Regions from separate parts of the Gossypium arboreum genome. Here region 2 is linked to region 1. A link is a contact called in public Hi-C data. All regions are on one chromosome and are shown on one strand. Each heading gives the region's core, a stretch centred on a gene start, on an enhancer-like site or on the middle of the called end of the contact. The rest is flanking DNA. Distances are from core to core; before and after follow the strand shown. Region 1 holds the start of LOC108454242 (calreticulin-like). Region 2 holds the start of LOC108453971 (protein SEMI-ROLLED LEAF 2-like).

Region 1 (4,024 bases), core at 700-3,199:
TTTCTTTGCAGCTCATGGAGGCTTGCTTTTCAAATTCATCTAAACTCTTGCCTTTAGTTACCCAATTTTAATATCTTCAAATAAATTGTAGTACTTTTACTCATGTTTTTTTTTTTTCATTGAAATTTGAATATCCAATTTTTATCGTTTAAACCCCAAGTACTCCAGCTACTCCCTGACATTATTCTTATCTTTATAATAAATACATTGAAGTTAGGTGTGTTTCATAAATTACTCAAAATTTTAGTTGTTTTAATTTTTATATAATATAAAATTTTCAATAACAAATGTTGAATAAAATTAGTAGATAAGTAGTTATTTATCATTAAATGTATAAAATATTACATTTATTTTATTTTATTAAAATTAAAATAAAATGTCATTTAAAAAAAGAAATATTCAAATTACCATATTTATTTTTATCCAGCACTATCCAAAATATTATAAGATATTAAATTTATAAGATTAAAATTAAGAAATAAATAAATAAAATTTTAAAGATCAATATTTACTTTAATCAATCAATATAATTTATATTCTGTACTTATATTTACTAATTTATCAAATAATTTTTAATATAAATTTAACACTTATCAAATTCAATGCTTAATTTTTAACATTTAGAATTTTAATTTATCAAACCCCACTTAATTTTGAGAATTTTATATTTTTGAGTTATTATTAATTTTTTATTGAAATTTGTTGGTTGAGATTTTAAAATTGATTTTCCTGGTTCAAGTAATGTTGGATTACTTTACCTATTTTAGTTTTTTGAGTTAGAATAATTTTTAAATTTGGATTTTTATTTTTATAGTCAACTTGAATTAAATTATATTTAAATTTAAATTAATCAAATAAAATTTTAAATTTAACTACTCTATTGAATTTTTCAATGAATATCTAATGATAGAATTATTTTAGTTTTGATATATTAAAATAATTCTTAAATTTCATTAATCAAATTTGTAAATTTTAATTTGATAATATCTAAAATATTTTCAGATGTTATAAAACATATAATCATGTTTCTAAGGGCCCTAACATTATAAACTTTCAAAATGTTGTAAACCTTTTTTAAATCAATTTTATATTTATAAGTACCGATAACTTCTAAAGATATCTAACAAAACTTTCAAAAGAAACAACGTATCGAAATTTATAAAATAAGTATCAAAACTTATATTTAAAATAAATTTTTTTACTTTTATAAAATAATATATTTACATTATTATATTTAAATTTCATTTAAAAATATAAAATATTAGGTTAATAAGAATTAAATTATGATATAAATAATTTTTAGATATTGTATAAAAATATTTTTTAAATATCAAGTAAAATATTTAAGATTTAATTTTTCAAACATCGATTTGAGATGAAAGTTTTTTAAAAGAAAAAGATTTTTATGCACAATAAATATTATATTACAGATATATTTCTATGCTATTTTCTCTCAAATTCACCTTTAGTATCTATCTAAAACGTAAATATCTAAACAAATTTACAAATTTTCTTTTACCAATAGATGCCATAAATTTTAATGGAAGTTTCGGGATGATAAAACTGAAACCCAAACGCTAATACGAGACCAATTAAGAGACGTAAATAATCTGCTGCTACGCCTCAAACCAACGTCTAGGTGGACGGCCTCTACAGTTCTGTGGATCATTGCCTGCTTGCCACATGTAACACAATTCCGCTGAAATGAGACGTAACGTACTCCTAGCCTAACAAGGCAAAATCCTCCTACGTGTCACGTGAAATTCCTAGCCAATAAGTTTTTGCCACGTCAACTTAGTGACACCTGTGAATGACATGTCATCAAGCCATTGGCTTCAGTCATTAACTTCAGTCCACGTCATATTTACAGAAAATAATAATACCTCGTTTTAACTGGGCCGTAAAAAGTAAAAAGTAAAAAGGAAGAAAACCATTGAAACGCAACGAGTATTATATAAACGGTACCAAAACAACCCATCAGACTATCAGTGCACTGCAGTTCTACATTCTCGCTCCGTGGAGTTCAGCTATGGCGATTCCTAAACGGATCCCTAATTTTATCTCTCTAATTCTTGTCTCTTTCTTCGTCATTGCCTCTGCTGAAGTATTCTTCGAAGAGCGTTTCGATGGTAAACTCTTTCTCACTCATTTTCCCCCCGCTTTCTAATACTCAATCTACATGCATTGAATCTTAACGTTTTAGATCGTTTTTTTTTTTGTTTGAATCTTTTTTTTATTTAAGAGGTTTTGATATTTTAACTTGACGTAAATGAATGGATCGGTGATTTTTAAATGTTAAGTAGGTGATCTGGCTGTTTTCGATGGTTCCTTTACTCGAATGATTAATTTCGTTTAAAAGATGTAGTGAGTCGAGTAGATCTACACGTAATATGATTCCATAAAAGGCTCTAATTATAAAAATATATAAATTATTAGAAATGTGTTTGAATTCTTTGAGAAATGGGTGTGAATTTGTGTATTGTGTTTCAATTGTTCTGTAACTGTAGAGGATAATTGGATGAAATGATGATTAATATTATCATTCTGCTTTAGTTTATGTTATTTGATGTATCTTGAGAATGAAAACACTAGTTCTTAGCAAAATTAATTAGATGTTATGGTCTTTTAAATCAGGGTAGATATCAGAGTCTAGCTAATGTGTTCCTACTACTTAACGTACTATGCATGGCTGCGTTACTAAAATTTTGCTTTCCCTTTAACAAACGAGAAGCTGCTTATGTTTTTATTGTACGTTTCACTGTTTTCAAACAGAAGAATTTGACCTTTTCTTTTTCTGGCTGATTTTGCATTTCTATTGTTTTTAAACCAAAGATGGATGGGAAAGTCGGTGGGTAAAATCTGACTGGAAGAAAGATGACAACATGGCTGGGGAATGGAATTACACTTCTGGAAAATGGAGTGGGAATCTTAATGACAAAGGTATTCAAACTAGTGAAGACTACAGGTTCTATGCTATTTCGGCTAAGTTCCCAGAAGTTAACAACAAGGGCAAGACTCTAGTCTTCCAATTTTCTGTCAAGCATGAGCAGCAGCTTGACTGTGGTGGTGGTTACATGAAACTACTCAGTGGTGACATTGACCAGAAGAATTTTGGTGGTGACACCCCATACAGGTTTTACTTTATGATCTAACCTCTTGGTATCTCTAAAAGATTTTATTGCAGATTTACTGATTTTTTTGTAATGTTGGTTGGGTGCAGCATTATGTTTGGGCCTGATATCTGTGGAAGCACAAAGAAAGTACATGCTATTCTTCATTACAAGGGGACAAACCACTTGATGAAAAAGGAAGTTCCATGTGAGACTGACCAACTTACTCATGTTTACACATTTATTCTGCATCCGGATGCTACTTACAAAATTCTTATTGATAATGTTGGGAAACGAACTGGTAGCTTGTACACTGATTGGGATCTTCTCCCACCGAAGAGAATCAAGGATCCCAGTGCGAAGAAGGTATTAGTCAGAATTGATGTCTTTTTGGTTTTATTTTATCATATGAATATTTGATACAACTAAGAACTTCGCATGATGGCAGCCTGAAGATTGGGATGACAAGGAATTCATCCCTGATCCTGAAGACAAGAAGCCAGAGGTAACAACCTTCGTATTTTAACCCTTCCATGGTTTTGTTATGCTTATGCAAGCTAACCTCTAGTTTTTGATTTCCCATAGGGTTATGATGACATTCCAAAAGAAATCCCTGATCCTGATGCTAAGAAGGTAGTCATTTAATGCTTCAGTAATGCTTCTATTATAAAAAGGGCATGCCTTATTTGTAATAAAGGTTAATGGTTAAAATTATTTACACCAGCCAGAAGATTGGGATGATGAAGAAGATGGTGAATGGACACCCTCAACAATTCCCAACCCAGAGTACAATGGCCCATGGAAGCCTAAGGTTCGTGAAATCCCTGTCTAATTGCCGCATTTAATTTGACATTTTATGTGTAACAATTCTTTTTCTATCTGCAGAAAATCAAGAACCCCAACTACAATGGCAA
Region 2 (4,024 bases), core at 896-3,395, 240 kb before region 1:
AATTAATAAAATAAAAAATACATTATTTAATAAATTAAAAATATATTTATGATTTAAATTATATTTAATAGTATGGATTATAAATTCTTTCTATTTGCTCTATCATAAGCTTTGCTTTGGATTCATTTTTTTTTATATTATAGAATGTAGAGTTTGTATTTGATATTCATTATCTAGTTAATTCCCGTATCCTGATTTTATGAAGAATTTAATATATTTTCTCCCACGTGATGCAACTCCTACGATAGGAATCAATGTATATAGAATTCCTTAATTGATTGTAAATCTCAACTTCTTTTGTAGTTTTCTTAAAGCCAAAACTTTAATTGTCCACAGAAAGCAAGACAGAACATATGTATACTCTTTATACCCAACATTGAACAATGAAACATGCAAGTTGGTAATGATGTTTTGGTATATTGTAATTGCATTTTCTTGCAAGTGAACATGCTCATCTAATTAACTACCAATTAAATGCCATTATTCAACATATTCATCCAATATTACAACCAAAGGTAGCAGAAAACCTCAATCCTATTACAAAGGGCTATATATATATATATATATATATAGCTTAAGATTCCTTATACATAAAACATAATTGTGAAGGTTTTGTTTAGTGGGGTCTTCTTCTTTATTCTTATCATTAGATTTACAGATCACCAATAATATCGAAAACTTTCAAACTACAGCTTGATATCTTCGCTTTTTATCATGTGTGAACGTGAGACAGTGATCATATCATTAAAAAGTAGGACAAGCTTAGACCACATGGATGGGATTCAAACCTTGCATTAAATGGGGCCACCAAACCTAGGCAGTAAGCTGCAACTCTTGGACCATTCACATTATAAGCCATACACGAATAGCTAATAAATTTTATACTTTAAGATTATTTTCTTCCAATTAAGTTCAAGTATCATTACCTCTACGCACCTTTCAATTTTTATTTTGTTAATTTTTCAAAAATAACATTAAATCTCAATTAAGTTTGAAATTGAACAATTTGAATATTTTAATGGGATAAAGCTTCTTTTTACATAAAATTTTAACATAAAGTCTTATTTAAGAAGTATTGAATTTCCTACCACTGAGGATGATGATAGTAATTTACTTTTCATAGTGTAGATAATTGCTAATGCAATGAATAATGAACTGGTTATTAAATAAATAAATAAATAAAACTGTATTTATTTTTCAACATTGTCTACTCTGAAATAGTATTGCTTTGAGAACTTTTAAGATTCCTCCTGACAATTATATCCTTAAAAAAAGCATTATAAAACAACATACTAAATTATTTATTATATTAGTTAAATGCACTCAATTCCTAGAACAACGAAATCAAAAGAGTCCACACTCAAAATTCCTATAGGAAAGTTTCTAATAATAATCACAAGAAGTAATTAGTTGTAAATCATTGGACTACCTGCTTTACCAAACCTACCCCTTTCATATCTAATATCTAAGCTGGTGGCATATATTGATTTCATTGCAACTTGCATTTGTAAAATAGATGATGCCTCTACTATATATGGCTGAGGGTTCATACTAACTTCTTTCCCTCCTTTTAATGGAATAAAAGGCTTACGATAAGTTGTAATAAGTGCAAAGCTATTGAGAACAGTTCTACTATTCTTTTTAAGTATTTTAGTTTGCTCTATAGTTTCAATGTCATATAAGTTAAAAAGAGGTTAATGTTTATGATATTACTCATTAACAAAGTTTGTTATGCCTCATTCGGGTTAGACATGTGATACTTTCAGAAAGCACTAGTGGATATTTGAAGATTGTTCTTCATCTCATGTTCGTTGAACTGTTTTCAACTATTTAAGCTCACTGACTAAGCACTCGTCATGAGACCACCTATTAATAAAGAAAACATCCTCTTTCATTAAGCTTCCCACTTATCATGATTTGGTCACTCTCTTTTCAATATGAATATTTTTTCAAATATAAATACTCTCTTTAGAGACCATTAAGGCCTATCTAAGTATAATAATTTTGTACTCCTCAAAAGGAATAGCAAAATAAGAAATGCCACACACCTCCCTCGTATACTCCATGATGGTAACTAACTTGTCACATCACTAGATAAGAAAGTTTTGTTATAAATACTCCAAGACAGAAGGAAAAATAGATCTTCTTCCTCTTTAGCAATCTTGACCGCCTATTCACTACACTCCTTTTCATGCCTTCACAACATCCTTCCTTCTCCTCTTATTTCTTTTCAATTTTCCGTTTGTTTAAGTGAATTGACTCCTTTATACCATCAACATCTCCTCTTTTGTCTCCAACAAATTTAATGTTGCAAAATAAATGATGATTCATCAAGTACTTTGTATTTGTCTTTCACCATCTTACCATCAATCAAAATAAAAGAATATAAGCAAGCATGCCTTTTTCTTTTATTTGAATATTATGTTATGTATCCTCTGTGGATAGGTATTTCTAAGCATAAGAAAGTTCTATGAAACTCTAAAAATTTATCATCCCTTTTCAAAATTAGGATTTCTTTGAGACATGGAGTACACTGACTACAATAAAAGCAAAATTCAAAGAATGATGAAAGGGGAACAGCTCTTTTTTCATTGGTTTTCAATTTTCAAACACAGCTAAAAGAAAAGTAGTTGTTGGTAATTGGAATTGCAAGTACTTTGGAACTGGATGTTGTCTGCTTGATTTTCCTTTGTTTTTTTTATTTGAATTTTGAGTTTTGGGGGTCTTCCAGTTTCTGTCACGAAGGCAAAGACATTTTTCACTTTTACCACTAAGCAAACATACATAGATTAGAAAATCTGACACCCCATCACGTGATGTTGCTTATACTCTCTCTCTTTCTCTACGTACATGTATAGCTCTGTATCTTTCTCTCTCTTTTTCATGCGCCTTTCCTTGAGCCACGCCGTTTTGCTCCCCCCGCTGTTTGCATTGGTTTTCTTTCACTCTCTTCTACGATTCTTGCTCCTGCAGATCTGCCACCCACTGCAGGGGAAGCTCTCTTTTGCTCTTCATCCCATTATTAATACCTTCCAAGTAGGGTCTTTAATTTATGTTTATGTGGTAAATTTTATTACATCTCTTTTTATTTTCTGGGCTGGTGGTATATTGGCCTCTGTATTTTGTTTTGGACATTGTGGTTTTTCCCTTTTTCCAAAAAATAAAAATAAAAATAACAAGCCTTATTACGTTGTTTTAGGTACAAATAGTTCACCATTGTTCTTGTCTGACCTTAAAATTTATCCTTTTGTTAATTTATGATTCGTTCTTTCATCCGTTCTTTCTTTTCTTCTCCTTTTTAGGAAAAGGGGTGCATTAAATTTGCTATCTTTGTATGGTGGAAGTTTTGGTTCATTATTTGGAGAACAAAGATAAGATAGTTTTAGGTTTGTTCACTGTTCTTCTAATCTAAACTTGTCCTTTGCGCATGCACAGAAATGGGGATCATCTCTAGGAAAATCTTCCCAGCTTGTGAAAGCATGTGTGTGTGCTGTCCTGCTTTGAGGTCAAGATCTCGACAACCTGTTAAGCGTTACAAGAAATTATTGTCTGAAATATTCCCCAAGTCTCCTGTGAGTATCCACTCTTTTCTTTTTCTTCTTTTTGGATTATACATTTTGGTAATGGTGGTCTTGGTGAAACTACAGAGGAAGTCTTTGTACATATTTGGGTTTTTGGTGATGGCTATTTAAGTTAGCTTGATTCTGAGTACTTTAATTTTTAATGTGGGAGTATCAATAAGGAATATTTGATCCTGCAATATGCCAATAATGTCTGCTAGAGTTTTTCTTTTTGAATCGGCGCTAGGTTGTTGCTGTGTTTGTGGCTATTCAGTTGGTTACTCGGACTCACGTGTGAGTGTCGGATACAAGTATGTGTCCTGTAAGGATATGTTCAATTTTGACATAAGTTTTTCATGTATTTGGAGATTCATATCCTACACTCATATTCATGCAAAATGAAGAGTTGAGCTACATAGCTGCCTAGAGTTCTCGGCTTTGACTCTAATGCCATTTGAGTACTG

Evidence for each region. Hi-C and Micro-C count contacts between places; a contact is called where the count stands out from the background.
Region 2: a contact with region 1 is called in a Hi-C map of leaf, with 5 times the contacts expected there. The contact joins the promoter of LOC108453971 here to the promoter of LOC108454242 in region 1. A contact is called at or near these places in 2 of 5 Hi-C or Micro-C datasets (both in leaf).

What each region holds. Positions count from the first base shown.
Region 1 is chr13:93,749,407-93,753,430 of ASM2569848v2, reverse strand. It overlaps LOC108454242 (calreticulin-like), which reads left to right and starts at 1,949. Exons shown (of 13, transcript XM_017752632.2): 1 at 1,949-2,129; 2 at 2,833-3,133; 3 at 3,221-3,476; 4 at 3,559-3,615; 5 at 3,696-3,743; 6 at 3,835-3,921; 7 at 3,996-4,024. The coding sequence starts at 2,030. It also overlaps the pseudogene LOC108456194.
Region 2 is chr13:93,988,770-93,992,793 of ASM2569848v2, reverse strand. It overlaps LOC108453971 (protein SEMI-ROLLED LEAF 2-like), which reads left to right and starts at 2,145. Exons shown (of 20, transcript XM_017752240.2): 1 at 2,145-3,036; 2 at 3,436-3,572. The coding sequence starts at 3,438.